Linked DNA regions of Mus musculus: region 1 is linked to region 2. Evidence: chromatin contacts called from public HiChIP or PLAC-seq data. All regions are on one chromosome and are shown on one strand. Each heading gives the region's core, a stretch centred on a gene start, on an enhancer-like site or on the middle of the called end of the contact. The rest is flanking DNA. Distances are from core to core; before and after follow the strand shown.

The links. HiChIP or PLAC-seq counts read pairs in DNA pulled down with a chosen protein or histone mark.
Region 1: a contact with region 2 is called in a BATF HiChIP or PLAC-seq map of CD8 T cells, with 6 read pairs. The contact joins two enhancer-like sites. A contact is called at or near these places in 1 of 39 promoter capture datasets (frontonasal cranial neural crest), 14 of 484 Hi-C or Micro-C datasets (CD4 T cells, CD8 T cells, DN3 thymocytes and 10 more) and 18 of 115 datasets of contacts at active chromatin or transcription factors (CD8 T cells, the HPC-7 cell line, Th17 cells and 15 more).

The regions. Positions count from the first base shown.
Region 1 is chr1:64,102,055-64,108,546 of GRCm38.p6, reverse strand. All of the region lies in intron 1 of Klf7 (Kruppel-like factor 7 (ubiquitous)), which reads left to right. Among named protein-coding and RNA genes, the nearest start is that of Klf7, 16 kb to the left of the region's middle. Within about 2 kb of position 3,741, at least 61 of the 459 cell types and tissues checked have an H3K27ac peak or open chromatin away from gene starts, as enhancers often do. A contact at or near this core is called in CD8 T cells, where this site is marked.
Region 2 is chr1:63,992,854-63,999,486 of GRCm38.p6, reverse strand. No RefSeq gene overlaps it. Among named protein-coding and RNA genes, the nearest start is that of Gm13749, 31 kb to the right of the region's middle. RefSeq lists an enhancer at 2,915-6,193. Within about 2 kb of position 4,311, at least 115 of the 459 cell types and tissues checked have an H3K27ac peak or open chromatin away from gene starts, as enhancers often do. A contact at or near this core is called in CD8 T cells, where this site is marked.

The sequences.
Region 1 (6,492 bases), core at 2,492-4,991, 110 kb before region 2:
TTTTGGCATTTTGAGGATTTTGTTTTTAGGGGGCATTTTTTTTTTTTAATTTCATGTCAGATTTGACCACTGAAGTTATTTATTTATTTCTTTTTAGCACAAATCCCTCCTCTTCTCACCCCCATCCTCTGTAACTCATTTAAGTAGAGTATAATTTAATTCGTTCTTGAAACAGTGAGTCATTTGAACAAGGTATACAACAGAAGAGGAGTTTCCTCCTAATGTTATTTAATTTTTCTGCTTAACTTTGCTTCCCTGTGCAATGTAGTTCTAGCATTTGGCTCTGCTATGTACAGCGTTTCTTCTCGTGTTTCTCCTCCAAAGGCTTTTTCTCCTCTTCAGTCTGCTAAGGTTTACTATGGAGATAGAACTAGGAGCTATGATATAATCAGATACATAAACAGGAAACTGACTGACTTGAAGCTCTGTCTTATTTGACTAGTATTCATATTCCAATTTTCTTTATACTTTGGGTGTTTTTGGACATACTCGTCAGGCTAACCCCATCTCCCATGTTCCTATCCGGCTTCATTTGCAATCACAGCCCAGGAAGCCTGCATGTGGGTTTGACCCCCAAGCACTCGAGGCACTGTCACCTCCTAACAGCTACTGTCTAGGGACAGTTTTGACTTCGCCATCACTCAGGATCCATTTTAATTTTCTTTTTAATCTCTCCATCTTGTTGAATGTCTTTGTTTGGGACTGATTCTATTTTATAAGGCAATTTCCAAATTGCATCTCACTTTTTCCTGGTCATCCGGGTTCTGTTGTAGATCACGGAAATGTGGGGTAGAAAAGACCATCTGTCTCCCCCTCCCCCGCCTGTGCGGCCCAGTTGCTCCCAAGTGAGCGAGCGGTCATTCTTCCTTGGTTTCTGCAACATTTTCCAACTTGGAAAGAAAGTGACTTTGAGTTTCCTGAGCATGCAGCCTCCTCCTTGTCTTGAGTGGGAGTAAAATGGAATTTAAAAGAAAAAAAAAAGGCAAAACAAAAACTCAAAACTCCTCAACCCCTTCAGTACTATTTATGGTGAAAAATAAAATTAATAAGTTATTAAATAAAATTATGTGAGAATTAAAGAAAACAAAAACAAAAACAACCACTTAAAATTTTTTTTTCCCCAGTCAGGCACTGCATACTCATTAACCAAAAATGATTTTGTTCTGGTGATTCCCTTAGCCTCTTTCAGAGACTAAACCAACAAATGGTGGGAAAACACTTTTTGGTGTGTGTGTGTGTGTGTGTGTGTGTGTCAGAATAACCAGTTCAGGGATTTTCTTAGAAACCCTGATATAGAAACATGTACAGAATTCTCCTTTAGCTGCCCTTTTTTTTTTTTTTTTTTTTTTTTTTTGTGGAAGTTGACTTTGTGGGACTTATTTCACTTAAAGAAGTGATGTTCTCTGTGTAAAAAGTCCCAGTATTATAATAAAGTCCTTTCCAAGTCTCAAGTGCTCTGCTGTCTTCCAGAAATTGCCAGCATGCCACTTGTCCTTTATTTTCTAGTGCTTTCAGGATGCTATTTTACATTAGGGGTGCTTAAAGGAATTATTCTTTTATATTGGCTTCCTTGTGTTACTAAGGATATCCCTATTGTTGCCCAGATGGGGACTTTTTATTTTTTCAGGGTCATTTTTACCCTCTTTAAAGCTGCCCCTGTGACTTACATAATATGAAGTATTTCCCCTTCTTTTCTCCAATCTCTATTTTTTTCTTTTGTAAAATTCTTGGCTGCTAAATGGTGAATCAAGGTCAGTCTCAATCTCCCCCCCCTCCTCTCCTCTCCCTCCTCCTCCCCTTCCTCCCCATCCCCTTCCTCCCCATCCCCTCCCCTTCCTTTCTCCTTTTCTCCATCCGTGTGTATTTGAACAAGTTTTCAACTCCAAGTGCCATTTATATTACTGTGGAGCGAATTACTATGAAAATGTAGGAGAAAAGGAACGATAGACAGGATACGGGCATGAAAGGAGCCTACAAACCAGACATGGAGTGCAGCCCACTTGCTAGACCCGAGATGAATGCCTGTTGATGTTTCCCTCCAACCTTTGCACTGTGAGACCCAGGTTTATAAAGATTAAAACTTTCGGAGGGAGCTCTAGACATTTCGTCTCCCTTCTCCTCCCCCTCGATTTGCAAATAACCCGGCTGAGCTTTAAGGGTCATTAAGTCCAAGCCAGGATTGGTCTCTCAAGAATCCTCAGCCCCTTTGCCATAAAGTAAACGTATTTGCATGTTAGCACAGTGCATGGTACAGGCTCAGCATGGCTTACTTAAGCCAATGCTGAGGGGAGGGGAGGGGAGGTTGCACTGCAAGGGGCTTTGTGAGCATAGTGCTGAATAAACACAGAATCAACCTTGGGAGACAGATTCAGTCCACTCTCAGCTTCTTTACATCCTTCTAATACAAAGGGTAATTCACCTCTGGAGTAGCCTCTCTCCTGCCTTAGCCTCTCTGGCCTCCATGCTTCCTCCTTCCTTTCTTTTGATTGATTGTATTACTAACACTGTCATTACTAGTTAAGATGAAGAGAACAGGTTGCAGATCCAGGATATCTGATTGGCAGACATTTGGTTCAAAGTTTATAATATTTGTTTTAACTTCATGCTTTTCATTTTACGATTGTCCCATATTAACAAGCATTTTTAGTAAGAAAATTTAAAACATGTGAAGCTTGAGTTAGGAATGATGCTACAGATAGGTACCCTGACTTGGTAGAAGTGTGGATTGTAGATGAGACTGAAGTGATGGTGGCGTGGAAAATCTGAGAATAAACCACAGTGAACCATCAAACTATTTCTCCTGTCTGCAGTGCAGGTGCTGTAATAACAGGATTGCAGTCCTGAGTGGCACATGGATGTAAACACTTAGTATGCCATCACATGCTGCCCTAGTCTCCTGCTTTCTGGGCTGTGGTAGGTGCGTGCACATCTCTTGTCTGGTAGAGTGATGTGTGCGCAGAGATGGAGAAAGGCTAGGTTTGGGGGTTGGAAGTGAGAGCTCTGTTCTAAAGGCAGATCTGTGTGGCTAAGTGACTCATTAACAATGTATACTGTCACATGCTGTTCTGTGATAAGATTGGGAATCACCTGGGTAGGAAGTCCTGGACTTAAAGGGACGGCAGAGGCCCCTTTCCCTTAAGTCTTGTCAAGTTTCTGCTACTCACGCTTCTAAGAAAGGCACAGAACAGCACGTAGCTGGCTGGATTATGGCCTCTTGCCTTAGCCAGAGATGACCTTGGTGGGAATAACAAGGCAGGAAAGGAGTGTGAACTCTCTGATAGGAGGGCCATATTGACCTTGGGTGGGGTTACTGCAGGTAAGAAAGGACGTAGAGACTACATTGACTGGACCGGCCAAGCTCCATGAAGTCTTCACAGCTGATGCCTATGTTTATCTGCTGTTCAGGATCGGTCCTATGCTGACAAGCCTTTGAGAATCAAGTGTCAGATACTGAAGCCATTTTCATTTTGTGCCCCCTGGAACACTGGGGAGTGAGGTGACTTCTGGGTTTCTGGAAGTGACTCTCTTATGTCTTCCTGTTACCAGGGACATACCAAGAGTGCTGTATCTACAGTGACCAGTGCTAGAGGAGGGGCTACCCAAGGAACACGGACATCCTACTAGGACCATACCCCAGAAGAAAATTGCCCTCTCCCTGCCGTCAGCTGCCAATAGCTCCTCAGCTAGGGTTGGGTGCTTGCAAAACACTTCCTGCTCCATGATGTAATGTTCACTTGTTTGATCTTGTACAGATAGCCATATAGGTGCTGTGAGATCATAAGTACTGCAGTTCTGCCATATCTAGGAGACAACATTGCACAATGATTCTCCCTATTCTCCCTCTAACGTTCATCTTCCCCCTCCCCATGATATTCTCTGAGTCCAGGGGCGGGGTGGGGGTTGGTATAGATGTCCCACTTAGGGCTCAGCACTTGTCCTAGTTTGATCTTTATTGCTGTGAACAAATACTGACCAAAACCACCTTCGAAATGTTTTCTTTAGTGTACAGGTTATAGCCGGTCATCAAGGGGCAGGCACCAAGGCAGGAACCTGGAGGTAGGAACAGAAGCAGAAACCTCTATTATGTAGGCCCACCTGCCTAGGAGACTACACCTCCGACAGTAGACTGGGCTCTCCTTCATCAACTAGTGATTAAGAAAATGCTAAACACACATGTCCACAGGTCATTCTGATTTGAGTAATTCTTCAGTAGGTTCTCTCTTCTCAGCTGACCTTAGGTTTGTGTCATCCTTGACAGCTGAAGCCAACTATGCCAGTACTCAACAGTCACTCATTCTCAGTGATCAGTGACCAGCGATCAGTCTTGGCATTGACTGCTGCCTAGTGAAAAAGAAGCTATTCTGACCAAAATTCAGACTACCTAACCTGTGGGTATACACAAATATTTAGAAGGCGGTTTTGACAACATGAGTGTTTAGCAAAAATACCAGCAAGTTTTACATTAAGGCCTGTGACCTACCTAGCCTTGGGCTTTTGGACAAGCACAGTGTCAGGCATGAGTGGGTCTCAAATCAAGGCAGAAGATGGTTGGTTACCTCCATATTTAGGTCATGCTACCACTAGGTAGGTACATCATGCGGGGCAGGATTTTGCAGTGTGCAGAGTCCGCCACTAGGTAATTCCATTGTAGATTTTTCTCTACCAGTGGCCTCCATAGCACCTTCGGGCTATGAAAGCTAGCCAGCAGGAAGTTAGTTTACTATTTATTTTGAGATTGATGTCTCAGTATCCTGCAACAAAAGCATGTACCACTAATTTCTTATTTTTTTTTGTACAAGATTTTAAAACAATAATAATAATTATTATTATTATTATTAATTGTGTGTGTGTGATAGAGAGAGAGAGAACCTGTGTAGGTAATTGAACAACTTTGTGGAGTCAGTTTTCTCTTTCAACCTTCACCTAGGTTCTAGGCATTTGATCTCAGGTTGTCTTGTCGGCCTTGCACATAAAATACTTTTACCCAGTGAGCCATGTCACTGACTCCGATTTCTTATTCTTGTCTAAGGAACCAACACATCTACATGGAACCTAGGAGAAGGCAGTTATCAGCCCTTAATGGCTGCTGGAAAGTGCACATGCTCTGGGTAGAACAAGAGGGGTGTTGAGACATGTCTTTTCTCTTGTGGCTATAAGCAAAACAAAGACATTGCGAGAGGGTCTTGGAGCGGGGTGGCAGAGCAAAGACTGGGGTTGTAGCACATGGTAGGATCACCAAGAGTTTAGACAGTGGAGAACAGTTTGGGGGATAGACGAGGGGAGGAGATTATTTCCCTGGCACGGTAGACAGTAGCAAATGAAAAGAGTGCTGGAGCCATAGGCATGGATACCAGGAGCCAAGGAGAGAGTCTGGCAGAGTGAAAGTTATTGGAGAGGTGGTAACATTGGCTGTGTACAGTATTTGCCCATTTAAAGGGGAAGCTACCATTCACTGCCAGCCAGATGCTGCTATAAGGGACACAAAATCTTCTGACAGGTCTCAGAGTTCAAGAGGAGCTAAAACAAACAAACAAAACACACAAACAAACAATTTAAAAAAGAAAATAATCAGAATTTAAGAATTGTAGTTCCCTGGTTATTAAACAAAGGTAGAATAAAAATATTGAATGTTCAAATAAACACTGTAGGTCAGGCTTGGACACTGGGCCATTGGGCATTTAGCCCATTTATCTTTGGCATAGGCATATCTGTTCCTTCATGTCCTTTTGAAGTAAAGTTTGAATTTTAGGATGACTTTGGACAGTTGTGTCATCTACCAGGACTTTCTTGGTCTGCCTACTTGAGTAGACAGACTTTAGGTAGAATTCAGTGAGGGTCTCAGAAGTTCACAGCTTCCAATGGTCTAGGTTGTAGATTTCTGTAAGAAACAAGAGGTGAAGCTGGGCTAATAGTCATCAAGAGGTATGAAGCTGGGCTAATAGTCATCAAGAGATGAAGCTGGGCTAATAGTCATCAAGAGATGAAGCTGGGCTAATAGTCATCAAGAGGTGTGAAGCTGGGCTAATAGTCATCAAGAGATGAAGCTGGGCTAATAGTCATCAAGAGGTGTGAAGCTGGGCTAATAGTCACCAAGAGGTGTGAAGCTGGGCTAATAGTCATCAAGAGGTGTGAAGCTGGGCTAATAGTCATCAAGAGGTGTGAAGCTGGGCTAATAGTCATCAAGAGATGAAGCTGGGCTAATAGTCATCAAGAGGTGTGAAGCTGGGCTAATAGACAGTAAGAGGTGTGAAGCTGAGATAATAGTCATCAGCCTCCTGACCACTTCTTCAAGGATTTCTTGGGACATATATTTAGCTCAACTTCCCACCTGAGCAGTGGCATTAGAGAAGCAACAGAACACTGGAGCATGCAACTAGGTTTAGCCACCAATATGACTTTTGGGCAAGTGTGGCCATAAAATGCTTAAGTCATGAGCTGGATAAACTCCATCTGGAGAGCTGTATCTTTCTCTGTAAACTTAAATAATTGTGT
Region 2 (6,633 bases), core at 3,062-5,561:
CCCGATGGCCACCAACCTAGCTGGGAAGAATAAAGCCATTGCAGTATTTTCAGAGGTATTGTGGTGGGGAAGGACAGGAGGGCAGAAAGCTGAGGCTCTTCTTTCCACGACCCGTGTAATACACCAGTGATGTGATCTGATTCCAAGTCAAGAATTCTTTCCCAGTGGGAACAGGAAAATAATGTGAAAAAAGTGGTACCACTCATGTCCAGAATAATACATGGTAATTTAATGAGATAGCAGGACACAGGCTTCAAAAAATTAAACTAGGGGAGAGTTTCCAGAAGAAACCAAACATTAGAGTCCCACTGTTCAAGTACCTGCAAATAAGTGTGTGTTTGTGTATAGGGGGCACTGCGGGAGGGGAATCCTTCCAGATGAGTCATGGAACATGTCCTAGTAAAAGGTCACCAACTGTGCCAAGACAAAGTCCCTTTTCTCTAAGGCAAAGCAAAACATGAGAAAGGGATTGCATACTCGATTGCCATGGGAACAAGATCGTCCCAATGTATGTTGTATGGAACAAGATGTATGTTGTATGTGGTTACCATCGCAGTAATGAAGCCCTGTGATAGTTGGTGTGGCTTTTGATGGATATTTTACTCAAGCTCAGTGAGATGGAGGGCCAAGTAGTGAGATAGCCAAGTGAACTGCCCTTTCCTACGCACTGACAAGGAGTAAGGATCTAGACTGTCAGTGCACAGAGATGCTCTCAGTTCTCTCTCATAAGGCTTGTGAGCACAGATGGAAGTTGGGTTTTGTAGCAGGTATTGTTGGTAGGAATTAAGAGGAACATTTCTGAACAGCAATGATGGCTGGTAAATGACCAGAGAAAGCATGAAGAAGAATTAAAAAAATAGTTTTGATCAGCACTCTCCATACATTAAATATCAGAGATGTGCCCCCAAATGATTTGCAGCCTTTGACAATGATGTTCTAGGAAAAAGAGCAAATATTGACATTTCAATAATGTTTGCCCAGCAATCAGTGAGGGGTATACAGCATTCTGGGTATCTATGTTACTGGAATCAATTAGGAAAACAGAGAATTGATATTCTCCAATGAGAAACACATGGTAAATGCTGACATTACAGATAGATAACACTGGCTCTGCAAATCATTTCTGAAGTCATAGGCCTGTCATGCGCTGCCACCTATGTGCATGTAAGGACTCAGGCTGAGAATACAGTCTTACTGCTGCACACTGTTCATTCCATAACCCCGTCTCCCATTGGCAGTTTCCATCCTGCACAGCTAACTCCTGCTCTCCCTCCCTTTTGCCTTCCTCCTTCCTTTCCCCAGTCCTTTCTGCCTTCTCCCTGACTGGGAACAGAACTCTCTGAAACACAATTCGAAGTGACCTGGAAGAGTGTAGGGGGCCCCTGGTAGTGTAATCAGTAGTGTTACTGGCAAATTCTTCCCCTCTGCCTTCATCCCCTCTGCCTTCCTTCCCATCCTGTCTGTCGTCTTTCCCCCCCTTCCTCTCTTTCCTTCCTTTTCTTCATCTCCCTTCTCCTCTTCTTCCTTTTTCCTTCTCCCCTTCCTTCCTCCCTCTCTCCCTCACTCCCCCAGTCTCCTTCCTTCCCTTCCTTCTTTCCTTTCTTCCTTCTTTTCTCTTTTGCTTTACCTACCTTGTGCTAGCACTATTATTTCAGAAAAAATGAACTCTGTGGGCAAAGAAAGGAGGTTATAATAAATAAAAACCTCAAAGTAAAACATTTTTATTGAAATTTTTGATAAAGAGCCTCCCATACAGTAGAACCAAGCTGGAAAGTCCTGAGATGTACAAGAGCTCCTTCTTATCCAAGCGAGAGATTCCAAAACATGTAGTAGGTACCCGAAACCACAGGTAGCACCAAGCCTGTGCCTATTATTATGTCTTTCCTGTATGTGTATGCAAATACTATATGCGTATACATAAATATACACACTGTATATATATATATATATATATATATGTATATGTGTATATGGTATATGTACATGTATATATGATAAGCTTTAGTTTATAAATTAGGCAGAGCAAGAGATTACTGATAGGAACTAATGATAATAGAACATTAAAACAATGGACTACAGTAGAATTGCAAGCCACATTATTCTAATTCTTTGAGGCCATTATTAAATGAAATAAAACATTCTTGGGCAGAAGCCCTGTGTTATCCAGGGCAGTCAGTCTGACAACAGAGACAGCTCCCAGTTGGCTAATGGATAGGTAACACACACAAACACACACACACACACACACACACACACACACACACACACACCTTTAGGTGTGCTGAACCATGGTGTATTCAGGTAGGAAGAGGCCAGACAGTAGGAAACTTCATCACAACCACAATTCAAAAATTGCTTATTTCTAGAACTTCCCACTTAATATTTTCAGACCATGATTGACAGCTAGTACCTAAAGCTACAGGAAAGAGAAACCTCAGGTAAGTGGGGGTGGATAAAGTCTACTTAGCCATGGTCTCTGCTTTCCTGGGGATTGTTAGCTACTCCTTGGCCTCTATGCAGTTGCTTCTGTTTTTCTGCCTTCCTCATCTCTTTCCTCTCTCCTTGCTTCTCATTGTAATACCTATTTAAATGTCCTGATCAGGTGTTTTAACTACATCCCTCTATATCCATGAGAACTCCACACACTAAAGACTACTTTCCCATTTAACTCACATTATTGTTTTGGGGTATTGTCTCTCTCTTCTCACCTCTTCCTCCTTTCTTTTCTCCTGCCCTTTTCCCAGATAGATTTGAACTTCCTTGAAAGTAAGGATATACTGATTTGCCTCACTTTTTTTTCATTAAGTTTCCCCAAATAGCTAATATACCAAGGGGCAGGTGGGAGGGGGTTCATATAATAAATGTTGACTCAAACTGAAATGTTTAGAGCTTAAGTTTGTTGAAGTAAGTTTGCCCACTTGCGGGATGTATTCTTGGTTGCTGTCCTGGTTGTCATATATAGTCAGTGTGTCCCAGGAAGCTGAATTTTAAAAGTACTTTTAGTCTTGGACATTGCCTTCTGTTCTACTGCCTTCGGCATATCAAATCTCGTCCCACGAAGTAGCTGTGAGGGTCCATTAGCAAAGGCAGCCCAGTTACAAGGATTTTTAAAGCAAGGGGTAAGTATGTACAGTCCAGGCAGGCTGGATGGGGCTCAAGCAATCATTAATTCCTCTAAGATGGTTCTGATGAGGCAGCTCATAGTAGCTGTGGACTCTGGGGAAAGTCCCGGTCCTCAGCTTTTGTGGATGGAGAAAGTTTATTTTGTTTGTTTTTGTTTGTTTTGATTTGATTTGATTTCCTCATTCCTCTTTTGGGTTAGGGAAGGAGTGTCTGGGAATCACTGGGGTGGAGGGTGGGGGAGGTGAGTGTAATTCTCAGCCTGCAGGGTCTGAGATCACAGCTCTGGCCAGGCACCCTCCAACCTGCTTAGATGAAGAGGGTTTTCACAGCAGTGGGCGGTGCCATAGATAGCGTGGTTGCTAAGGATGTCATTATCACTCTGATTGCAGGAACCGGTGAGTTAATTGGCATGACCTCATTCAGGCCCTCCGGGGCCTACCTGTTCACAAATTATACAGGAGACAAAAAGTTGATCTTTTTATAGTGTCAGGAGGCAGCACCTGTTAACATTTAACAGAAGGTTTGAGAGAAGCTGGGGTACACAGTATTTATCTACCTGTTATCTTCCTCTCACCCCGAATGGCTTCCTCCTCACTGAATAGTCTTGAGACTTATCTTTCTAAAGCTTCCTTCTTGGTTGTTTCCTTTGTTTCCTGTAGAGGAAGTGAGATTTTTTTCCTGGTGGGAAAATCAGCCATTAAACTGAGGAAGGCTTGAGGAAATGAACTGAAATGTCTTGAAGGAAGAAAAATAGCACTATGAAGATGAAAAGGAACCGGGGATAATGGAGATTGATCGCTCGATCTATCTATGGCCTCAAATAAAACTGATCGGATTTAGCACGTTAGGTTATAGTTAAAAAGCTTCGTTGTTTCGGTTGGGGTAATACAGTTTCAGATTTTCACGGGAAGCCATTTATTTATTTTTGCATTTGTGAGTCATTTAGTCATTCCCTTGTGAGTGAGAATACATTTATTTCCCTGCTCCCTGCTGTTAGGCGTTCTATTAATACCACACTAGTTGAAATAAATGGAGCAGGAGAAACTGTTTGGTGGTGAATTTGTTTTTCAAAAAAATTTTTTTTGAACTGCTATTTTGGTAAGTTGGCTTTCCAACCCCTCCTGTGGTTTAAAGAGTGGTAACTTCTCACCCTTTCGCTTCCCCGACTCATGGTAGTGTGTGTGTGTGTGTGTGTGTGTGTGTTCCCTGCTCCTGTTCCAATATTGACAGCATCAAGGCCGTGGGAAGCCTTACAACCCAAGATGCGCATGCAGGAGAACCAGCCTGTGCTAAAATACCCCACCAAGCAGCAGGACTGTCAGAAATTTCAAACAAACGGACAGTTTTCTGGAGCGCAAGTTCTCATGCCTCTCTTTTGAACTCTGCCCCAAAGGAAACTCCAGCTTAATAACCAGGGGTTGGTTCTCCAGGTTAGAGGGAAGCGGCAAGGGTCGTGTTTCCCAGAGTCCACATGGGAGATTTTCAAATCACAGCGACTGTGCTCAGACACAATGCCCTTTGCTCGCGAGCCATGGCAGCACAGCTGAGCAAGATATAATGTGCTTGTTGTTCTGGACGGCTAATTACCATCAGTAATTGTTTGGGGCACTGAACACAGTGTGGGATAAAGACAGTTTTTTATAATTTTTTTTCAGGGAGGAGGGTCGATTCCACTCTCAGTCTTGAACCACATCAGCCCATTAGGCTGATTTGCCAGGTTGCCTCTGAGGACAGGTTCAGAAAAGCCCGTGGTGGGCCCCAGAAAAGCCCGTGGTGGACCCCAGAAAAGCCCGTTGTGGACCCCAGAAAAGACCGTGAACCACACACTGTTTCTGTCTGGCGAAGGTCAGGCAAACCCTGGAATTACTCACAGGGCTTTCACATCCCTGACTGCTCTGATGAGGATGGGGGAGGGGACAAGAGGGAGTAGTAGAAAGTGTCCATCTCCGGCCAGGGGGAGGGGTAAGGGGCTGGACAAGAGCACTCTGTTCTATTTGCTCCTTTCCCAGAAACCTTGAGAAGTGACAAAGAAAGAAAGAAAAGGCAAGCGAGGGACACATGTTCTCTCTCTCTCTCCCTCGCCTTTCTTCCTCTCTCTCTTCACTGCTTGCAATGGAGAGTCAATAACAGCAAAGATAATTTATGTTTAGGCTTAAACACCAACCCCAGAAGGTAATGTAGGGAGTGAAGGCAGAATGAAGATGATCCTCTGCATATAAGTATTTGGCTTCCTTTAAGGTTTTAAATTATGTACATCCAAGCTTGTATAAAGTGACCTCACCTGAAATTGACAGACAAAGATGCCGAGGCTCAGAAAAACAGTGTGAGTTCTCCAAGATGCAGGGCACACACTCAGGGGTGCTGAGACTAAATCGGAGATCTCCCATCACATGGAAGCTGATGTGTTCCTGAGACCACATGGTGCTTGCTGTACAGATCAGGATAGCATGCTAGGAGAAGGGTTGCAGCCAGGAGCCTGTGTGGCCTCCGGTTGGCCTTTCATCTTGGCTAGGATGGTGAGCTTGCTGATTTCTTTCACTTGTTTTATGAAACCAATAAAGTCAAGTGAGGCAAATGCTTTCCTGGCAAATCTGGGTGTGTTCTAATTGGCTTGTAGACGGACTTCCCGGCATTGCTAGGGAGTAATCCACCCACCCTAACCCCCTGAAGCTTACCTGCGAGGCATAAACAGGAACAGGGGTTAAGGCCTAGCTTACTAAAGGCACTTTCTTGGGGTAGGGGGATGGGGACGTTTTTGCCATTCATTTTCTACCTACATCCTTAAAATTTTCATCAAAGTTCCTAGACCTCTCAGGGCAGGCTCCTTTACAGGTGAGCTGCTCACTCCACTGGGAGGCTGGTTCTAATGTCCCCTTGTCCCAGCCCCTCTCAAGATTGGTTAATGGAATTGAATCAAAGCTCCTGAAACTTCATTCGCAAGGCCACCATGACTGTGCTTTATGCCAGGGACAATGAGGGTAGTATTGACTGGCTACAACTCTCACAAGCAAATGTCACAAAGTAACGTTGGAAGGAGTGTGCTCCGTCTAACGCCAATGTGCTGTAGGAACCAAAATTAACTAAAAAAGGGGGAAGACACAATAGAAGAGTTTTATTTCTTATTGTGCAAGGATTGGTCTTTGACTTAGAGTCAAATCATAGCATGTGCAGGTTTTGAATCTTGACCAATTTATTTAACCTCTTTGCTGCCTTAGCTCTTTCACATTTATAAAGAAAGGATATGATGAATCCTAACTTGAAAATTTATTGTGAGGGCTCCGTCATGTTATTTGTACGGTACACATTTGCAAAGTATGAAATATAATTAGTACTTAGCTAATGTTAGCTGAACAGCCTTCTTTCCCACACTTATGTCTTTTCAGTTGTCTAGCCATATTGTGCATGCAATGGTTAGTATTCATTGTCAACTTGACTAGAATCTGAGTCACCTCACAGAGAGAGATGCTTATGAGAGTGTTTCTGTAAATGTGTACCTGAGAGGGAAGACCC